2 separate regions of the Mus musculus genome follow, and region 2 is linked to region 1. A link is a contact called in public HiCAR-type data. All regions are on one chromosome and are shown on one strand. Each heading gives the region's core, a stretch centred on a gene start, on an enhancer-like site or on the middle of the called end of the contact. The rest is flanking DNA. Distances are from core to core; before and after follow the strand shown.

Evidence for each region. HiCAR-type assays count read pairs that join an accessible place to other places.
Region 2: a HiCAR-type map of fibro-adipogenic progenitors shows a contact between it and region 1, with 4 times the contacts expected there. The contact joins two enhancer-like sites. A contact is called at or near these places in 4 of 39 promoter capture datasets (3T3-L1-derived adipocytes, embryonic stem cells and stem cell-derived epiblast-like cells), 5 of 484 Hi-C or Micro-C datasets (all in embryonic stem cells) and 2 of 115 datasets of contacts at active chromatin or transcription factors (embryonic stem cells and fibro-adipogenic progenitors).

The regions. Positions count from the first base shown.
Region 1 is chr11:35,061,000-35,067,892 of GRCm38.p6, forward strand. No RefSeq gene overlaps it. Among named protein-coding and RNA genes, the nearest start is that of Slit3, 57 kb to the right of the region's middle. Within about 2 kb of position 5,047, at least 49 of the 459 cell types and tissues checked have an H3K27ac peak or open chromatin away from gene starts, as enhancers often do. A contact at or near this core is called in fibro-adipogenic progenitors, where this site is marked.
Region 2 is chr11:34,840,919-34,848,329 of GRCm38.p6, forward strand. It overlaps Gm22022 (a small nucleolar RNA gene), which reads right to left and starts at 1,436; the gene lies at 1,310-1,436. Within about 2 kb of position 4,858, at least 49 of the 459 cell types and tissues checked have an H3K27ac peak or open chromatin away from gene starts, as enhancers often do. A contact at or near this core is called in fibro-adipogenic progenitors, where this site is marked.

The DNA.
Region 1 (6,893 bases), core at 3,797-6,296:
CAAAATTCCTTCCAAGACTGGATAAGTGCTCCTCCTCTTTAAGTCTCCATCCTCATCTTGTACCACATATCCTGGCTCTCCCCACAGTAGTTGCCTCTCAACCCCTCAGCAGTACAGGCTTCTCTCAGCACAGTGATTCTGTCAAATTGGTCCCTTCCTGGAGTGACTTTCTACTGCATGTCACTTGCATAAAGAAAGAGTCCAGAATTAGCTGACTAGGTCAAATCATGTTGTCTCAAAGCCATGTGCATGTTTTTTTCAATTCCAGATGTGTCTGATCATTTTGTTTACCATCAATTTTCTCCATTAGACTTGAGGCTCCTTGAGAATAGATTCCTGCCTGGATTTGTCCTTGTTGTATCATGACAACTAGCACAGACTCCTGTACATAAATGACAATAGCGATTTGATAAATGAATGAATGATGGATGTATTTACAGAAGAATCCATGGTGGCTGTATGACTTGTTATGCATCTCGAGAAATAGCAAGTGATTTGCATAGTTACTGCATCTTACAAACACGAAGTGTTCTGCCTTTTGAGAAACTACTGGGATAGTTAATATGTAAAGTGCATTGCAGTGTTTGAACTACACGTATCTCCTATGTCTTGTTAATTCGTGTTTTCCACCCTAATAGAAATCAGGTTTAAAATTACACTTGATTGAGTATTTTTATATATTCAAAGTGCCTTGCACCTGGGATAGGGAAGGCTCCCAAGAGTCAATTGGGGTGACCATAGCTGTGACTCACAGAATTGAGGATATTGAGCTCGGAGAGGCCACCTCCTAAAGCCAGGCAGGAACCCCAGTGGAGTAATAGGGACACCAACCCACCCACAAAACTTCTGACTCCAAATTTATCCTGTCTTCAAGAAATGCAGAGACGGGGGATGAAGCAGAGGCTGAGGGAATAGCCAACCTTTAATCAGCCCAATTTGAGACCCATCCCATGGACAAGCACCAAGCCCTGATACTCTGCTATGCTTGCAGACAGGAGTCTAGCATGGCTGTCCTCTGAGAGGCTCCACCCAGCAGCTGACTCAGAAGGATGCAAAGACCCACAGCCAAACACTGCATGGAGCTTGGGGACTCTTATGGAAGAGTTGGGGGGAGGATTGCAGGCCCCCAAAGAGATATGAATTTCACAGGAAAACCATCAGAGTCACTAACCTGGGCCTTGGGACCCTCGGAGACTGAACCACCATCGAAAGAGCATACTCAGGCTGGACCTAGGCCTCCCCACACATATGTAGCAGATGTGTAGCTCCATCTTCATGTGGGTCCCGAACAAATGGAGCAGGGGCTATCGCAAAGTGTCGCCTGTCTGAGGGGTATGTTCTAGATGAGCTTGTCTGGCCTCAGTGGAAGAGGATGCACCTAGGCCCACAGAGACTTGATGTGACAAGGCGGGATGATACCCAGGGTTCCTCCACCCTCTCAGAGGAGAAGGGGACAAAAGAAGGGGAGAAGGGATAGTGAGAGGGGTGACTGGGAGGAGGGGCAGTGAGCAGAATGTAAAGTGACTAAGTACATAAGCAAACAAACAAATAAATAAAGCCTTGCTGCATAAGGGCCCATAAGTGCCCATTGACGGAATGTACTGTATTTAATCAGCAGTGATTCCAGGCAACGGCAATGGTATCCAGACGATTGGGTTTGCTTTGTGCCTACATTCACATCTAAATAGAAACCGATAGAGGTCACTTTTGTGTCTCTTAGGAGATCACTTATATACAGCCAGGACTCATTCAGAAATGACAGGCTAACTAACGCAGTCTCCTTTCCAGTCTACTCTGCCTGCACTATCTCTTTGATTCCACATTACCTTATGGATGTCACCAGCCCATGATTCCAATATGGAATCCCCAAAACAAGTGTTTTCTTCAACACCGCTAGCCAGTGAGTTGCCACTTTTATTTCCCACGGCTGCTTAAAAGCTCTTGGTTTTCTTGGCAGCCTTACAGGGCTATCATTTACTATAGCAATCCTTATAGAGAAAGCCTTGACACATGTGTTTAAAAATCAATTTCCTTCATTCTGCCTAAACTTTAGCAACTCTTTTCAATCCATGAATATTGGCATTTCTCCCCACCCCAGAAACATTAGAATCGGTTTTTGCCTTTGATCCTCGCATCTAGTCAATTTAATAACGCCATCTCTGTCTCTGTTTTGAGCCCCTATTCTCCTGTCGCTTACACTTGCTTTGTGTCCCCATGGCTTTGTTCTTTTTATCTTAACTAAACATTTTGGTTGCAGTAGCTGTGGTTGCACACACAGCTGTAGGACACAGTAGAGAGAGCCTGTGTGGATTCCACTCAGTTTTCTTCTGTGGTAATAACTTGTAAGGAAAAAAAGTGGGTGGGGGAGGGTCAGAGCTTCACAAGAAGAATTCTAAACTTTATATAACCCACCAATACTGACTTCGACTTCCCAGTTTTACCCCTTGTATATCTGTGCCATTCAATGTGGGTGTGTGCTGAATTGTGGGTAATTCCATTGGTTGGTGTATTCACCACAGTCATGACACACAGCTCTCTGTCAATTCGAAGGTTCTCACAAAGGCAGCAGCTGTCTCCCTCCCCACTCCTCATCTCACTTTCTCTTTTCCCCTGTTCACCATCAGTCTCACATTTGGTGACTTTACGGCTGACTTGACTTTGTCATACTAATTCTGATCTTCACCACCCCTTACTGCTGTCCTTTGCTTCCTCCCAGTCCCATATTAGGTTTAGAATTCACTCTTATCTCTTGGTCTGTCTTCTTCTCTTTCCTCTGTGGTTATTTTAACAAGCACATGGAATTCAGGAGAAAAGTCAAGAACTAAGTCGTGGATGCAGAGTCTTGGTAAACGTGTGGATGCACTCCAGCCTCAGATGCTGCTCATCACACATCATGGCCCTTTGGGACTCAGGCAGGTAGAACCAGTCCGTTGGACATGGTCTGCAGAGACAAACCCACAGACGCTGTCATCTTTTCCTGGCCTTCGTTTTCACATGAACAGGCTAAGGGCTGTTAGGGAACCTGCAGCCAAGATAGAGAGGCTAAGGGCAGCTGGAAGAGCATCTAAAGCACCTAATCTGGATAAGTGAGTTCTTAGAACTGAGAATACAAGACAAAGATGAGATGAAAAATGGCCCTGCATTCTGATAGTTAGATGGCTACAGAAATGCTTTGTATCTGTGCTGAACGTGTGAGCAGAAGAGAGCTGTCAAGAGAGATCTGCTAATAAAACTTTAAAAACAAAGCAAAACAGTTCTTCCCTTGAAGACTCCCCTGCATTAATAAGTGAGAATGAAGACAGAGGACCTTCACCTCCAAGGTTTTAACTACATGATTTAAGAGCTCCCTCTCTCGCTTTTTCTGTCTCCTCGTCAAATCATGCTTTAACCACAAGTCAAAGCCCATCCGGCTTTGTGGGATTGAAAGATACAATGTAGCACTGGAGAGAAATTACAAGCAGTAAAACGAAGGGTGTTGTCTTGTTCCCGGACCTCCCCTGAGAAGAGGTGAGGATGTAAGTTGTTAGAGGCGTAGATTCTTGGTATAACTGCCCTATTTTGGAGTCTTATGAGGTGTGCTAGCTATGTGACCTTAGCCGATCCAACTTTTTTGTTCATTGACTTTTGTATCTATAAAATTGGGGCTTTTAACATCGGGACCTGCTTTTCAACAGTGTTGTGAGGATATATATATATATATATATATATATATATATATATATATATATATCATTTGAAACATCTAAGCATACAAAGATACCTAAATGTGCACTGATCTTTTGCACTATGTTTCAAGCACAATGTACACAATTATTTTACAAAACAGATGCTAGGTTTTTCATGGAGGAAGCCAAGGCTCAGAGTGGTGTATAATAACAGTAAGCAAACGATTTAGAATAGAAAATAGAATTCTGCCAGCCTGGGGAAGTTGTGGAAGGTTAGCTGGAAGAGCCAGCTGATGAATGCAGGAAGAAGGGAGGGGCACCTAAGTCATGATACGTGATGGAAAAGGCAAAGCCCTCCATACAGAAGCCATGGTTTTAGATTACACAGAAAAGAGTGCCATTTAAAAATAGGTTTGGACCAGCGACACCATTCCGTTCATCATCTCTTGATTGTGCAATGCATCCATCCTAGAGTACGACTGTGAAGGGAAACAAGAAAAATAGCAACTATAATCCCAGCCTCGACTGGTCTCATATGTATTCTGCAAATAAGGGAAGAAAAGTGGATGGAGATTGGCGCGTTTCACACTTCCTTATCACATTATATTGTAATGAATTCCAGGGCATCAAGGAGATGAAATTTCCCAGGGATGATATCTTAAAGGTCCAGCCTTCTGTTACTGAAAAATATCATCACACTATATCTCCATAAGCATAGCTTGAGCATTAGGGTTGTGAACTCAGATGCCAACAGGGGTCAAAGAAAGTGCAATCAACTTCAGTTGCAATGTGAGAAAGGAATACCAGTATAAAAGGTGGGCCAGGTGGGAACCTGGGGTGTACAGCTTGTATTCAGTATTAGGAACTCCCTTCTTTACTTTTAGGGGGTTTCTGGCAGATAGTTCCAGTCTTTGACAGAATCCAGAAATCTGAAATTCGAAGCAAAAGCTCCCTACATTTTAAATATTGCATCAGATATTATAAACAAAACTAGGTGTGCCAAATAAAGTGTTTGAATGTCACTTTTCAGCTCTTATTGCCAGCTGGTGCCCAAACACAGAATGCTATGCAGGAAATACTGTCAGTTTTAACTCGTTGGGAAAAGTCAGAGTCCCTTCCTCTACCCTTGTTTGAGAGGGTATCCATTCCATTCCTCACTCGCACTGGATCCCCAGACAACAAGCTGGACAATTTGAACCTAGAATCTTGCTGTCAAGATATTGCTGCCACCGAGTTTCAAGTCCCTGGCTATGAATAAGTCATCTCAGACTCCATTAGTGGAGAAGTCCTCTGGGTTCAGCCACCATAGGAAGAGTGTGAATGACTCAGGCAGAGGAGCATGCACAGCCTAATGGGTCCAGCATGTGGAGGCTTTTGAGATGCTGAAGCTGGTGAGCAGGGTGTCCAGGGAGTGTGCAGAGAGGGACTGGATGTTGTAATATGCTCCCAGCTAAACTCACTGCTGGCTCTTTTGCACGCTAAAGAATTTGAAATATTTGCCTCTGACCTCAAACACAAAGTGGTCTTGCACCTCAAGGGGATGACTCACTATGAGTCCCTTATGACCTGCTCCAGTCTCCTTCCTCCTTCGAGCCTAATGGTAGAATCTAGACTTAGGTATTGCCAAACTGTCTGCAGCTCCCACAGACTCGTTCTATGCCTTTGTGCACGCCATTTTGTCCTGCTGGGATATTTTTATGTGCCTCTGGACAGCTCCTATTTGTGCTTTATAACCAGAAACAGACTTTACTACTTTAAGGATGGGGGGGGGGTCTTCCTGACCCTCCCTCTTGGAGTTAAAATGTGGGCCCTCCTTTTGTGCACTTATAACTTGAACTTACCTTTCACGTTGTGTGGCCCTGGCTTGCTTGCTTGTATGCCTTTCTGCCTTGTTTAGCAGAGCCTCTGAAAGGCAGATGGCTTGTAATCAGCCTCCTGGTATTCCATAGGCATTATACCTGGCCATGTAGTTGATAAGTGTTTACATAACTATGTGGGATTAAAGCTCTGAGATGACCACTGTGTGACCTATCTCATTCTTTTAACTGATCCAAGCATCTCACTTTAGCCTCTGCCTCCTGAGTCTCCCTGTGCTCTCTGTGATCAGATGCAGAGTGGCTGTTTCAGGGAAAGCACAGAAAGTACACAGATAACCCCAAAGCCAATATCTCTGTCCAAGCCTCGCCATTCATTCCAACTCAGAAAATACCTAATGAACGAATGCTCTCCACTCATCACATCCTTATATTTGGGAGACACAAACAAGAGACACACGAGGTTCAAACTCAACAGTGAGGTGCAGGGGACAAATATTAGATATTTATAGTTTGACAAACACAAGACTGATATGAATAGTTGCTGTCATCTCTGTCCTACAGATAAGAAATTAGGATTGAGAATAACATTCCGAAGGCCTCCTAAGTTATGGAATTGTGTGGTTGAGGCTTGACTGAGTCTAATGGAAAGTTATTATCCAGTGTTATCAGGTAAATACTGGAGAGTTTGATGAGAAGCAGAATACCAGACCTGGGTGGTAAGCAAGCTGACTATAATTGAGGAAGCTGCCAGAACAGGCATGGGATCCTGGGAGCCAGAAATGAGCCAGAGATGAACCAGAACCAAAATAGTGAGTTGACATCAAATTACTGCAGGCTTTTTATGAATTCCTTACTTCGATAAAAGCCACACTAAATTTGCCTACCTTGAAGCTTGCAAATAAAAGGACGGGGCCATAACTGCTTTATGGAACCCTTCAGTGAGTGTGGGGCAAGATGAATTCATCCTGATGCCTTCCATGATCTCATTGAAGAAGTGTTTTGCAACTCATGAGAGCTTTTTAATTCTTTGTCCCTCTGGGCCCAACCCAAAACTGAGTGAGCTGGTTTTCTAGGTGGGAGAGCCTCGCATCTGTACAGCCAGAAGTTATCCATGGCTGATGAGTTTCCATCAGTGAAGATGGAAACTCTAGTCTTGGGATGTGGGACTATGATAGGCAGCCTATTTTGGTTGAATGGGGCTTGCTCCGGCGACCCAGTAGAGAACTCTACAAGGCACCACGTTCCCAGAGCCAGGTGCAGTCATGCAGGCAATGTCCCAAGCTTCTGACATTGTGGCTAGACTCCATCCCCACAGTAGCCTGACAATAGCCAGGTATGCTCCTCCCCACAGTTACCTGATAGCTCAGCCCATTATAAAAGGAACTGCTTGGTCCCTCCTCGCTCTCTTTAA
Region 2 (7,411 bases), core at 3,608-6,107, 220 kb before region 1:
CTACACATCGATCTATGAGTAGAGCAGAATATCATTAGGAATCATTTCACTGACTTTTTTTTTCATTTGCCAGTTATGTTTGATTCTATCCTAAGTCTTTGGGCTCTCTAGCTTCTGGCTCCTAGCTCTCCACGCAGTGTCGGGGTGGGCTCCCTCTCATGGCATGGGTCTCAAGCTCGACCAGTCATTGGTTGGCCACTGCCACAATTTATCCCACCTTTACCCCAGCACATCTTACAGGCAGGATGAATGGAAGTGGTGGAAGGTTTTGTGGTTGGGCTGGTGTCCCAGTCTCTCTAGTGGAAGTCTTGCCTGGTTACAGTAGATAGCTGGTTTAGGCTCCATAGCTCCCAGTGCTAGGGTTCTTAGCTTGAGGCACCCTTGTTGATTTCTGCAAGTTTCCATTGCTCTGGGTTTCTAACTCATCCCAGAGATGCAACCCCCCATTCCAGTTGAGCTCTCCCAGTTCTCTCTATCTCCTCTCTCCTCTCTCCTCTCTCCTCTCTCCTCTCTCCTCTCTCCCCTTCTCCCACTTGGACCCTCCTGTTTCCACTGCCCTCCCTCAATCCAGGCCCCTTCCCCATCTACCCTCTATGTCTACTCTAGCTCCCCTTCACAGTTATATTTAGGCATCCTTCCTTGGGCCTTCCTTGTTACCTAGCTTCTCTCAGTCTTTGGATTGTAGTATGATTATCCCTTACTTTATGACTGATATCCACTTATAAATGAGAACATACCATGTTTGTCTTTCTGGGTTTGGGTTACCTCACTGTTTTAGTTAAAGTTTCATTGCTGTGAAGAGACACCATTACCAAGGCAAGTCATATAAAGGAAAATATTTAATTGGCTTACAGTTTTAGAAGTTTAGTCCATTATTGTCATGGCAGGAAGCATGGTGGCACGCAGGCAGACATGGTGCTGAAGGATCTGAAAGTTCTACATGTGGTCCACAGGCAGCAGAAGGAGACTGTGAGACTGGACATAGCTTGAGCTTATATAACCTCAAAACCTGCCTCCACAATGACACACTTTTTTCAACAAAGCCACACCTACTCCAATAAGGCTGGTGTACGGCAGCTTGGTAGCAGAGGGTCGGGTCAGCTCTTCTGCTCTCTTGCCTCTAGGGCCAGCTCTCCCATGATGCCCAGGTGAAGGGTGGGGCCAGTTCTGCACAGCCCTCAGACATCAACATGAGAGTCTGTCCAGGCCTGCCTGGTGCCAGACTGGTGGTGGTCTCAGGCTAGTTCCCTGTCCCTGATGCTGGACTGGTGGTGGTCTCAGGCTTCCCCCTTCCCCCTTTTTTTCAAAGAAAGTTCGGCTCTAATAAGATGTGCCTAGGTCAGAACATTGAGGATAGACATCGCCTCTCTCCTCTCTGCCACCCTCTGATGCACATGTGACAAAGCAGCCACACCTGTAATGCCTCTAGGGGCAGGTCCCTTTGGACTTATGACATGTCCTTTGCCTTACAGAAGCTTTCTATTTTCATGAGGTCCCATTTATTAATTGTAGCTCTTCGTCCCTGCATGAGTTGGTGTTCTCTTCAGGAAGTTGTCTTCTGAATTCCATGCCGATGTTCAGTGTATCAGGCTTTGTGTTGAGGCCTGTGATCTACATGGACCTGAGTTTTGTGCAGGGTGATGGCTATGGATCTATTTGCATTTTTGTCACTGTAGTCTTGACTTTATTCTTTCTTTTTAATTTCTGAGTTTTAAAAATGTATTTACTTTTATGTTAGATATTTTCTTTATTAACGTTTCAAATGGTATCCCCTTTCCTGGTTTCCCCTCTGAATACCCCCCTATCCCATCCCTCCTCCCCCTGCTCACCAACCCACCCACTCCTGCTTCCCTGTTCTGGCATTCCCCTACACTGAGGCATCGAACCTTCACAGAACCAAGGGCCTCTCCTCCCACTGATGACCGACAAGACCATCCTCTGCTACATATGCTGCTGGAGCCATGGGTCCCTCCATGTGTACTCTTCGGTTGGTGGTTTAGTCCCTGGGAGCTCTGGGGGTATTGATTGGTTCATATTGTTGTTCCTCCCATGGAGCTGTAAACCCCTTCAGCTCCTTCAGTCCTTTCTCTAGCTCCTCCATTGGAAGCCTGTGCTCAGTCCAATGGATGGTTGAGAGCATCCATCTCTGTATTTGTCAGGTACTGTCAGAGCCTCTCAGGGGACAGCTATATCAGGCTCCTGTCAGCAAGCACTTGTTGGCATCCACAATAGTGTCTGGGTCTGGTGACTGAATATGGGATGGATCCTCAGGTGGGGCAGTCTCTGGATGGCCATGCCTTCAGTCTCTGCTCCACACTTTGTCTCTGTATCTCCTCCCACGGAATATTTGCATTCTTCCAGCTAGACCAGCACCATTTGTTGAAGATGCTTTTCCCCCATTGAATAATTTTGGCTTTTTTGTCAAAATTCAAGTGTCCATAGGTGTGTGGGTTTACTTCTGGGTCTTTGTGATTCCATCAATCAACCTGTATGTTCTTATGGAGTTTTTGTTACTATAGCTCTGTAGTACAGCTTGAAATTACAGATGGTGATATCTCTGGAAGTTTTTTTTTTTTTTTTTAATTGAGCAGGATTGTTTTAGCAGTCCTGAGTTTTTTGTTTTTCTTATATGAAATTAAGCATTGTTCTTTCAATGTCTATATAATGTATTTTATTTATAGGAAAAACTATTAGAAAAAATAGGCATTAGACATAGAAATTGAAGCCAATTCTACCAGGCAAGCACCTAGTACTATTTTGTAATTCCGTTCATAGCAACCTCCTGCCTTTTAGCACTAGGTGGCAGTGTTGGCAAATATTTTATAAGAAGAAAGCATCTTTCTGTCTTAGAAACTAGATTCTGCCATTGGAAGTATCTCTAGCAAGTAACACTTGCTGGTGTCCCTTAGATTAGATAAGTGCCCGTGCATACACGTGTACACACACACACACACACACACACACACACACACACACACACACACACACACGCGCACACGCACACACACACACACACACGCACACACACCAGTAACATCCAATGTTAGGCATCTGACCATGATTCTACCCTAACTGGAATTGTTTTTCTCTCCTTCTATTTAATTCATTTGCCTCATCCTTTGTTGCTGAAGAGGCCAGATGACCAATGGCTAAGAATATATATAGAAAGAGATGCTATAATATAGATGTTATAACATAGGATGAAATGAAAAATAATAAAGAAAGAGATGGTCTGGATTTAGCACGGACCTGAAGTGTGTGCTGCATTACAGGTGCGAGCCTTTCTAAGTATCTAAACCCCTGGTGATAATCAAAGCATCCAATCTAACAGGCAGCTGTGAACTTAAACGGGCAAGCATTTTTGGCATAATGTCAATAAGCAGTTGTTCTTATTAAGACTATCTTTCAGTTTAACTATCATTCCCTCTCGGACCCTTTCCTGGGTTCTTAGCCTAGGGCTTACCTCCTACGTGCGATTCATAGCACCCTATCCTTGCCCTTCAGAACATGAGTTGTTTGTGGTAATTTGCGTCTGCCTTCAGCACTAAGCTGTAAGTCTTTTGAACCCAGAGAAGAGCTTTATCTATTTTGCTCACTACAGTTCTTCTTCCCGAGTAATGTCATAGTGACTGGGACATGCAAGGACTTAAAGTTAAATGTGAAGAAATAACTTTACAAATACACCTCACTAATATTATGCAGATTAAATCTCTAACCTCTTGAATCTTTGACAAAGCAAAGCTTCTTACAAAAGATATATATGCTGAACATTTATTAATTAAGTAGCCTTTGGTCTATACTCCAGGGAAGTATGTGGTAGTATTTGATAGCCCAGAAGTTCAATTGCTTCCTTCACTGAAGCAATAAAGGTTTCCTTTACTTAAACCAATATTTCTTATTAAAAAATGTATATTGTGATATTATTTCTGCAATCCCAGTAATCCTTCCTTCCTTCTTTTCCTTCCACCTTTCCTTCCTTTACTCTCCTTTCCTCGTTTCTTGGTATATTGAGGATGAAACCCAGCGTCCCTCACATTCTATCTGTGCTGGACATCCAGCTCTATCAAGCATTTTCAATATACTAGAGAATGTAGTATGCAAACTAGCTCTGTTGGAGAGGCCCAGAAGTCAATGAATCCTTGGCTAAGAAATATGCTCACTATGTAAATACCAATTCTGAGTATTGCATTCTCTTCAAGGGAAGAGCTGTACTCGAAGAACTTAAAGTTTTCTAATATTTTATCAAGGTCACGGACAGACTTATTGACATTTTTTCAAACCAATCCGGTGTATGTCCTATTCATTTTCTCAACCAGAAAACATTTGAGTATATCATTTCAGAGCCCTTAAGGTCCCTGAGCAAGCAAGAAGGCACAAGAACAGCTACGGGAAATACTAGAGAAAGGTCGGTTTACTTCTGAACAATGATGTTTTGGGTTTCCAACTCTTTCTCCCACTCTGAAAATGGGGAGGCGTTGTTTTGTGGGTATGGTGTACACTGTACAGACCATCTAGACTCCCACCCTCCCTGCCTTGTTGATAAAACTTTAAACCGTTCTGTTAGTAGACGTGTCCTTTCCTTTGCTCCAGTCATTCTTTACTAGTTGTACTTAACCCCACTACCTGGCAGGATGCTGAGACCATTGCTTCATTGCAGATGAATCCCATCAACCACCCACGATAAACTGTGGGCTGCTGGCTGTATTATGTGACCGCTTTTGATAAATCGGTCAGTCTTGTGAAATAGTTCCCTGAAACGAAGTTCTGGAACTCATCGGCTATCTTCTCTGACAGTCGTATCTTCTCCCAGCGCTCAGATTTCCCAAGCAGCTGGGGGAAGGGCCCACATCCTCCCACAGTGCATGCTCTTGGCAAATTCAGACGTGTGAGCTTTTGGCACTAAAGTTATGCTCCTTTTGCTCTGTGTTAGCTCAGGGCTAAGAAATCTCTTGGGGGCGAGTAAGCTTTTAAATGTTAGAGGACAAACTGTTCCAGGATCCGTGTGCATTTAGCAATTTGCGAGAACGGCCACTGTCCCTTATCACTGCATTTACGTTTGCAATGCTCGAGTGGTGCTTTGTCTTCTAGGAGTGGGGCTGGAGGCTGACATTGTCCTCTTTTCCTGTCCGTCTGGTGCTGAGATCTCCCTCTTGGTTCCGTCTCCACCCGGGAATGCAGCATGGCGTCTGGTTAAGTCAGTGTGTAGTTTTCAAGTTTTCTTTACTCCATGGTCATGAACTGTTTAGCAATGTAAACACCTTCCGAGAACTGTGTCAGTTGTGCCACTGCACGAACACCAGAGAATGCAGTTATGCAACTTGCATCCCCCAGCTCAATCCTGCGATGCGCTTTCATGATGTAAACAGGGAAGGTCAATGGTTTTAAAAAAATGCCTATGGTATCAGCACTCGGGGAACCAAAGCAGGAGATTTACAAGGTCTAAGCCTACCTGAGTTATTTAATGAGAGCCTATCTCAGGAAGAGGGAGGGCAGGGGAAGCCGGTGATGCGTAGTGCTGTGGGCAGTCTAAAGCGTGTCTGCGCTTCAGTAACTTCCAAACACTTTCATTTTCAGTGCTGGTGACTGAAACAAGAGCTTTGTATGTGCTAGGTTGGTGAATCCACCAAGCCACACCCATTCTTGAACAGTAGTTGTTAGGTTTTAAAATATTTATGTATTTATGTATGTATGTATGTATGTATGTATGTATGTATTTATGAGTTTTTTAAATGTAGGAGTGTTCTATCTGCATGTATACCTGCATGCCAGAGGAGGGCATCAGATGGCTTTATAGATGGTCATGAGCCACCATGAGGTTGCTGGAAATTGAACTCAGGACCTCTGGAAGAGGTTCTTAATTGCTGAGACATCTCTCCAGCCCAGTAGTAGTTGGTCTCCCCCCCCACTCCCCGTGTGTGTGTGTGTGTGTGTGTGTGTGTGTGTGTGTGTGTATGTGTATGTGTAACCAGCTCTGCAACACCTGCTGTTATTGTCATCATTGTTATTTAATGAATAGGAGTGCAGTCCAAACTACTTATAGAAAGTGTATGCCTTAGTTTGCTGTGAAGAGACAACATAACCAAGGCAACTCTTATAAAGGACAACATTTAACTGGGGCTGGCTTACAGTTTTGGAGTATATTGTCATCATAGCAGGAAACATGGCAGCATGCAGGCAGACATGGTTCTGGAGGAGCCAAGAGTTCTACATATTGATCTGAAGGCAGCAGAAGGGGACTGTGTCCCCCAAGGCAGCCAGGAGGAGACTTTATTCCACACTGGGCAGAACGTGAACATAGGAGAACTTAAAGCCCATCTACTTAGTAACACACTGCTTCCAACAAGGCCATACTTCCTCCTATAAGGCCACACCTCCTAATAGTAGCACTCCCCATGTCCCAAGCATTCAAACACATAGATCTATGGGGGCAAAACCTATTTCAACCACTATAGTGTAGTATAGTAAATACATAAACCAAGACATGATCATCTATTATTATCACGTATGAAGCACTGTGCATCATTGGATGTGTGATACATTTATATGACAGACAGAATGGGTTTGGTTTCCCCAGCATCACTACAGACACATGAGTAATGCATCACTGTGGCCTTACGCTGGCTGCAGTACTCCGTGACTATGCTTGTTCAGTTCTTTTCTAAACGTGTGGGCCCTCTGTTGTACCTGTGTTCAATCACAGACATTGTTATATGGCCATCACTACATGTGACTCAAGGTGCTTTGCTGTGGAAAGATCTGTGTAACTATGATTTGCACCCCAGAATTCCTGGAAAGGGATTAACATGCATCCTGCAAACAGAGCCAGGTTAAAATCCTCAACAGTGACACCCCATTCATAAAATTTGAGTCTTCCAGCCAATGTAGGTGAACAGGCTTGAAAAGTAATATCTCATTTGTTTCTTAATTTGGTTAGAAGTTTGGGCTTCACTTCTACTCCCACAAAAGTCATTAGTCAGCTCTCATCCCAAAAGAGTGCTTTCCAAACCTTGCTGCATCTTAAAAATACCTTAACTAGAGAGTTTGCAACTCCTGATGCCTACAGACTATACCCAGTACTAATTAAATCTGAATCTTCCAGACATCAGTAAGTTTTGCAAATCCCTCCATGAATTCAATGTGCGGCAGAGTCTGAGAACTTTACACCGAAGCAACCACGCATGCTCTACCACGTCATTGAGCTCCGTTGCCTCTGTAGCTCAGCGGCTCTCAGCCTAGCTGTTCATCAGCATTGTCCTTACAAAAAGTCCCATTCTGATTCATCACATGAGGGGCACATCAAAAAATATTGAGCTGCTTCCCCAGGTGACTTCTACTATCAGCTAGTGGAGAATCACCTCATCCTCAGATCATTTTAAAAAGTAGTGCGATGTGAGTCCCTTAGCATTTTCTG